Regions from separate parts of the Zea mays genome. Here region 1 is linked to region 2. A link is a contact called in public Hi-C data. All regions are on one chromosome and are shown on one strand. Each heading gives the region's core, a stretch centred on a gene start, on an enhancer-like site or on the middle of the called end of the contact. The rest is flanking DNA. Distances are from core to core; before and after follow the strand shown.

The links. A called contact is a pair of places that touch in the nucleus more often than the background predicts.
Region 1: a Hi-C map of tassel shows a contact between it and region 2, with 3 times the contacts expected there. The contact joins the promoter of LOC103650497 here to the promoter of LOC103650495 in region 2. A contact is called at or near these places in 3 of 25 Hi-C or Micro-C datasets (ear, leaf and tassel) and 1 of 3 datasets of contacts at active chromatin or transcription factors (seedling).

What each region holds. Positions count from the first base shown.
Region 1 is chr3:124,569,195-124,573,366 of Zm-B73-REFERENCE-NAM-5.0, forward strand. It overlaps LOC103650497 (Chaperone DnaJ-domain superfamily protein), which reads right to left and starts at 1,980. Exons shown (of 9, transcript XM_008676083.4): 1 at 843-1,980; 2 at 1-110. The coding sequence starts at 1,163.
Region 2 is chr3:124,325,259-124,328,908 of Zm-B73-REFERENCE-NAM-5.0, forward strand. It overlaps LOC103650495 (WPP domain-associated protein), which reads right to left and starts at 1,794. Exons shown (of 5, transcript XM_008676081.2): 1 at 1,251-1,794. The coding sequence starts at 1,271.

The DNA of each region.
Region 1 (4,172 bases), core at 730-3,229, 240 kb after region 2:
CCTGTAATCCAGAAGTAGCCATACATCCACATAATCAATATGCCAAACAGCCCAACAATGAGAAGGCCAGGTGTATAGCCCATATAGTGAACAACTGCAGCAGCAGCACCCTGAAATGTTGAGCTATTAAAAAATTAGCAAACAACATACCTGCAGATACTTTTTGCAAGTAAAAGCTACATACTATACAAGTACATTTGATGACAATGAACAACGCAGTCAGAATGAAAATATCCGTAATCAAATCTTGTATAATATGAACAACACAGTCATATTATACCAAAGTAGGACTGCGTTGTTCATATTATAACAGGACTAGGTCAGGTCATATTCATCCAACTGTTGTGTTTCATCACCATCCTAATAACTTTGGTAGCAAACCAAAGTACCAAACCAAACAGAAGCTTAAAACGCAGTGAGCAGTTCACATATGTTACTACTACTAAGTTGCAAGAATCATGTTTTTGGTAGCAAAACAAACTAGATAGGACTAGCTAGTAGTATAAAAGAAGTTGAAAACGCAGTGAACGGTTCATAGATATTACTTTGAGATATCACAGAAGAAGCTTACTACTAAAAGCTTCACACAAACATTTGGCAGCAACACATGAAGACAACCAGTGGTGGCACAGTTTGAGCCATCCTATCCTATTTTTTTCACCATCCATCAGGCAACACTTTAACCACTTTCGTAAAGAAATGTAACCTCACATGCAACGCAAAGTTGGATAAGCAGCACATGCCAAGATTTAGAATCCGTCACCCAAAATCCTTATCCGGTAAATCAAATCTGAGCTAAAGTCCAGAAGCAACAAGGCAAGTAGGATTTGCTGAGCACGAACCAGGCTAAGAAGCGCGTAGAGGGCGCACGCCGGCGAGGTCATGCACACGAAGAAGCTCCAGAGGATGACGAAGACGGCGGCAGGGCCGAGGCTCGCCACCGCCAGCACCCCGCGCGCCATACACCCACGCCATTGCCGCAGTGCGGCGAGCGTGAGGCGCGAGGAGGTGGCGCAGCCCCGGGACACGGCCGGCCAGTGGCGATCGACCAAGAAGGCGAGGCGCTCCCTGCTGCCGCACGCCGCCGTGTGCGCCCACGCCAGGATGTGCTTCTGGGACAGCACCCACATCCACGCCTGGTTCCACAGCCCCAAATCCTCCATGGACTGGAAGCCGCACGAAACGCCGAAATCCAATCGGAATGCTCAATCCAGAGAACGCAAGAGCACCATCTCTCTCCCCCCAACCGAACACAAAAGGAAAACTCCTCTACGATAACCGAAGCAGCAGCTCGCTAGGCTGGACCCTCGGTGGCAAGAATCTGCTTCCCCCAAGCCAATCCAACAACTCCAGGAAGAGGGATAAGCGCCGCAACCAGCTCAAGAACTAGCCAAGAACCACCGCTCCCCACCGGGTCAGAGTCAGACACGACCCAACACACTGAATCGAGCCCTAAACCCACTTGCCGCCACCTCAGCTGAATTGGGCGGGGACGGCAGCTCCCTGGAAACCGCCGCTTTAGATAGGGGCCAAGAAACGATGACAGAACACTGGGGAGCCTAGGAAAGGCACCATCTTTCGCACGGGCCGCGGGCCGCCGACACCTGCGGATGGATCTTGCGACGGTGAGTCGGCGGGGGCGGGGGTAAAATAGACGGGAATCCGAGCTTTGGTGCAGGCGGCGTCGCTCTCTTTTGCTGGCTGCGCTCGGCTTGGCTCGTGACAGAAGAGGGACTGCCGTGGAGTTAAAAGCGAAAAGAGAATACGAAGGAGAGATCTTGCGAAAGAGGGCAGAGGGAGAAAAGATGAGGAGAGACAGGATTAGGGCTGTAGCTTGGGAATAGTGCGAGTGGAGAGATGAGAGGAGACAGTGTTGATTGCTACTTTCAATGGAACGGGGGAAGCATGGGCACTGGGCAGAGGAGAGGAGACGGGTGCTACTGCTCAGTGGTGAACTGCTGATGGATTTGGGACGACTGGTTACTGGTTAGAGAGGGAAAAGGAGGTGTTTTGTTCTGCTGCAGAAGAGATTAAACTAAGAAAGGTCAGAGAAGCTGCCAATTGAATGAGTAACAGTGACACCAGCAGGAGGAGGATGAGTGACAGGTAGTGACTGAGATTTTAACAATTTTATGAGTTTGGGAAAATTTTCAATAACTCCTCCGTTTAATTGATGATGATGAGAATGGAAATTAATACTGGTTCAAAACATGGGTACACCAATAGTAATAGATAAAGAGAAAACGTGGTACGAGAACAAAGTTCATTTATGCTCTTGTGCTTAAACTTGAGCTATTAATCACCATAATAATGGAGTGTTTAGCTGCTTATAGGGTATGTTTGTTTTCATCGCACTAAAGTTTAGCACAACACTTTTTGCTAAAATTTACCACGTAGAGAACCAAACATACATACTAAAAGGGTAGTGCTAAAGTTTAGAGCAACTCCAATACTTTTCTAAAATACTTCCTAAATCAATAATTTAGGTAGTTAATCCAAAAACTCCTCCCCAACAGTTCTGTAAATAAACTTACTAAATTTAGTTATGTCTCGTCTAGCCTTGTTTTCTCCGTACATTTGACAACTATTTACCAACTCCCAAAACATAATATTGGCGCATTTTTTATTTCGACGTCTTTCTCCATTCTACAGAGCCCATGTGTCGACAGCAGGAGATGCACAATTGCAACAGCTAGTAAAGCTAGAGATTAAATGTTAGATAATGCCACAATTGCACATGCATAGGTCGAGAATAAACAAACAAATAATTGTGGCAAGAAATCAAAATGCAAACACATCGTGTTGAATCAGTTGACGTGACGAGGTCACAATTTTGAGATTGAGTTACCAAAGGAAGATGAAAACAAAAAGGGAGAAATGATTGGTCTCACTCAAAACCGGTGACATGACAAGTTTTAACATATTTAGAAAGTAATATATAGAGAACTATTAGATGAGATGAGTTTTTTTTACTTCTTATTTTATTTAAGGACTTGCTAAATTTAAGATTTAGTTAGTACAATTATATATAATTATTGGAGCAGCTCTAAAGTAACCTACACTATGGATAGCCTTATTTAAGATCCACCCTAGGTGACATTAAATTGAAATGTGTAAGGTTCGCAGGGTTAGCTTAGGAAATATGCATAGGAAGTTGTGAAGCGTCGTATACAGTCAGCTGTCACCGAGCGAGCGTATTTTAAAATCGCCAATAATCATGTCTCAGAGAAAAGAAGTAAGAAATGTTGATGCCACAGGAAACTGCTGAGCTACTTTTTAGGTAGCAATATTGAACTGAGTCTTTTTCAAACAAAAACTATGGGCCTATTTATGGTGTGTTTGCTTGTCTAAAAATAGTTATAGCTCAATTTTTGTTGAAAAATAGTTTTTTGTGGAAAAGCTATTTCATAAATCATTAGGAAAAAATGACTTATCATTAATTTTATAGAACACCTCGAGCCAATGAAGCCAGGATTTATGCTTTTTTAGCTCGGAGTGCTTTTTGGAAGAAAACGTTTTTGTTTAGCAGTTTGTTTGATAGGGCTCTGGCTTTTTAAGTTGTGCCAAAACAGGCACTTAGCATCGGCCTAGCTTTAATGATGAGCAAGAGGCACACCAAACCGACGAGCTTCTAGGGATGAAAGGAGTCATTGGTTGATTTTATGGTATGGTAGCTGAAAGGGAAATATGTCTTATACCTTTTCCTAAATGATTTTAGTGGTTGAATGTCCAACATAAATAATTGGACTAACTAGTTTACTGTAGATTATATATTCTACAGGTGCTAAAGGTTCAACACAAACCAATAAAAAGATTAAAGTTAGGGTTCAAAAGAAAGTAGCAAAGGAAACCGAAGATAACCCTGGTCTGATGCACGAACTGTTCGGTGTGCCACCGGACAGTGTCCGGTGTACCAGGGGCGATCGACTCAAACTCTTCACATTTGGGTTTCTAGAGAGCCGCTCCGCTATAATTCACCGGACTGTCCGGTGTGCCAGCGGAGCAACGGCTAAGAAGCGCAACGGACGACTCCAACGGTAGCCTGCAAACGTGAATAGTGCGCAGACAGTTCGCGCAGAGTCAGAGCAGCGGCAGAAGGCGCACCGGACAGTGAAAAGTGCTTGTCCGGTACGGCACCGGGCTGTCCGGTGCGGCACCGGGCTGTAATACTC
Region 2 (3,650 bases), core at 544-3,043:
ACTAAGGACAATTTGAAAAAAAGAATGTGGAAAGGAAGCCTAGAGTGTAGTTTATGTAACCAAAATGAAACAATCCAACACCTCTTTTTCAATTGTTATTTAGCTAGAGCGGTTTGGAGAATTATTTTTATTGCTCTAAATATAGAAAGACCCATTAATATTAATCATATTATAAGGATGTGGCAAAGTAGTAAAAGGATTGCTTACAAAAACAATTGTTAATAGGGGGTAGCAGCCATGTTTTGGTCAATCTACCTATACCGTAATGATATAGTTTTTAATAAAAAACAGATACCTTCAATCATGCAGGTGATTTTTAAGGGGTCTTACTGGCTCAGATTTTGGAGGTTATTGCAAAAATAGGATTTACACCAAGATATCAAAGATGTTTGCCGTGCAATGAAAATAGTGGCAATGGATATCTTTGCAACACATGGTTGGAGATGTAATGCTAGAAACTGTGTTATGATATTTTTATTTTAGTTGGGTTGAGTATGTGATGTTTTTACTATAGTTGGATTGTTTATGTTGATTGTACTATGAAGTCATATGTATCCTTGATGCAAAAGGCTGGAACATGGTTTCTCCATTAAAAAAAAAGAAGAGGATGTGGTCTGAGGGCTGAGGCTCATCATCGTTCTCGTACCCTACTATGAGAATGATGAGCAGTTAGCTGTTACTCCTGTTAGCATACCTAATACATACTTGAAAAAAGAAGGTTGCAGAAAATGTTGTCCAACCCGTGTAAAACTATAGCGATGTAGCAAAAGGTAAGGTTTTTTGTATGAAGGAGCGGACACTGGCACAGTAGCATGCGACGTTGACCAAATATTTACCCCAACCCCACGACCTACAGTAATTTGCCGCGGCAAGAAGCAAGATTGATGCTCACACAACATCTCCCTCTTTAAGCAACTGCGACTTCACCACTAACCTAATCTAGCACTGACCACCGGCGGTTCCAGTAATTGTTCACCCCTCAAGGCGAAGCGACGATCTAATTGTACTGAAAAAAAAGACAGCGGATTGTGGACCACAGCCAGCCTGCCAAGTGCCAACCAACGCAAGAGGAATATGAATGAACTGTGCCATCTGCACATGCATATTCCTCTGCTCATATCACACCAAATCCAGAAGCAAACCAAAAAACAATCTAACAAGACAAAGAAAACGAATCGGTCGCTGGCGGCTGCGCTGCACCGTGGCGCTGAAACGGGAGGAGGGTTGGCGAGCAGAAGTGCAGAACTCACCAGGTCGGCGGCCGCCTCCATCTCGCCGCCGTTGCCGGACCCGGACGGACAGAGGCGGACTACGCCGCACGCGCTTCGGCGAGGCCCTCGGACCTCTTGGCCTCCTCTGCTTGCTCCCCTCCGCCGCCGCGATCCTGCGCCGCGTCAGAGACCTCTGGCTCCGCTCTGCCCCCTCCGTGGCTCGCTCGCTGTGGTTGCAGTTGCAAAGGTCGCGACGGGCGGGAAAACGAAAGGAGGCGCGGCGCGGCGAGATTCAAGGGAAAGGCGAGGCCCGTGTCCTGTAAAGGCGCCCCCTTTTCGGTGCGTCCTGTTGCCTCCCCGCGCCGCTGCTCGATTGCGCAATCATCAGACGCCAAATCGCTGCGCTTAACTGGGAATCGGGGAAAGGGAAACCAGCGCCGGGCAACCGCTCCCTTGTCTCTTCGTCTTCGTGACTTGGTTCCTCTGTGTGTGTGTGGACTGTGGAGACCGGTCCCTGCCTCCCTGGTGGGAGAGAGAGAGAGAGGTGGTTGCTCTGCTTTGGCGTGGGTTCAGTGGTTCACACGGGATGACGGGACGGACTGGGGCAAGAGACAGGTAGGAAGACGGCGACGCTGACGGTGAAGCGTCGTCCCGGGACGGCGCCTGCTTGGTTGGACCTCACGCGGTCACAGGCGCCCGCGGCCCGCGCCACTGCTGCAGGGATATGCTCGGACAGAAAAAATTCAAAAAAATTTCTCCAAAGAACAGAAAACTCACATAAAATCTTGACGTGGATTGTTTCGTATACTTCGGGTGATCGGGTCTGTTTGATGTGACAAACATTTTTCCGACCAGTTTTTAATAACTGATTTATAGAAACTGATTTATATCTTAATTTATAAAAATTGAATTTACGGTTTCTTAAAAACCAAGAAGCTAGCTTCTCCTAGCTTAAAAAATAAAAATTGATTCCTTAAAAACTAGATTGCTTTCATACATGACCTAATTTTAGCACTTTGGTTTTAAAACAGGTTGACTAATAAATTAGTTAATTGTTAGCCAAAAAGCTAATTGTTTGCCTAGTACCCGTTTGACTTTGCTAATAGTTACCGGTAGATCATAAAAAGAGAAAAGACGATCTCTCTATCCTCGAGATCCTCGTCAGTTTCTTTACTTTCTCTTTTGAATAATTGTTTGCAATGCAGTGTAAAACACATAATATTTACTATGTCTTAGACATCTATTAGCTAAGACTCCAAATATCCCATGACTAAATGTTTGCCATCTAATTATTTACGGGCTAATTGACAAACATTAGCTAGGAGGATCCAAACAGGACCTTCATATGCTACAGAAAATAGAATTTCGACGAGAAGATCAAATTTCATATTTATCGACACGAACCTATTTGATTTTCACCTTTGTCGGTGACCATCTTTACACTACAAACTAAGAGATGTTGCACATACCATGCTCACATAAATACTTTCTCCGTTCTAAAATAGTATTCGTTTTAGGGTGTTAATGGATTCATGCAATATGTTTTATATATGTATCTAGATTTATTATCATGTATTTGAATATGGAAAAAAGATAAAGAAGTAACAGGTATTGTGGGACGGAGGGAGTATTAATCAAACACAAAACAAAGTCAAGCATCTTTTTGAAAACCACTTATCATTGAATCATCTATCGTGGAACTGAGGGAGGGAGTGTTAGTCAACACAAAACAAAGTCAACCATCTTTTTGACAACCACTTATCACTGAACATCGCAGCATATCTCAACCATGTGTTTGCATCTTCACTCTCACTAACGAGTGGTAAGCTCTTGTTTACCTGCAATGTCAATGTGATGGCATCTCGAACGATGTACTTGTGTAACGATCATGTTTCTGTATCACTCCAATAAATTTAATGGTTGACAAAGTAGCACCTCGATTAATGCAATATATAGTTGCACTAAGCATGCACAATGCACAATGGATCAATATCTTCCGTAATGGTACGGTAGCAGTATAATACTCGTCCCTTTTACCCCACACATGACATACTTCTCAGCTTCTTCTGATCCGTACGAGAAACCATAATTAGGTGTTAAACGATGATCTATAACTGTCATAATCATCGTCCCCAGTGGCGGAGGACGCTAGAAAATTTAGGTGTTGCTAACGCAAGAAAAAATAAAATTTATAACACAGTATAAAATAACTTGTAGCTACAAAATAAACAATAGATGTTGAAAAATACCTTATTTAATAGTCATCTTGATTACAATCCATTTACAAACAAACGCCATATAGAGAATAAAATCTGGAATAAAGAAATAATGAGTTACGAATGGCAAATTGAAGTAAAAATTGTTGAACAAGTGAAATAAGAATATACCTTTAGTTGAGTCTAGTTCTATGAGATCTAGGTAGAGATGGCAATGGGTAAA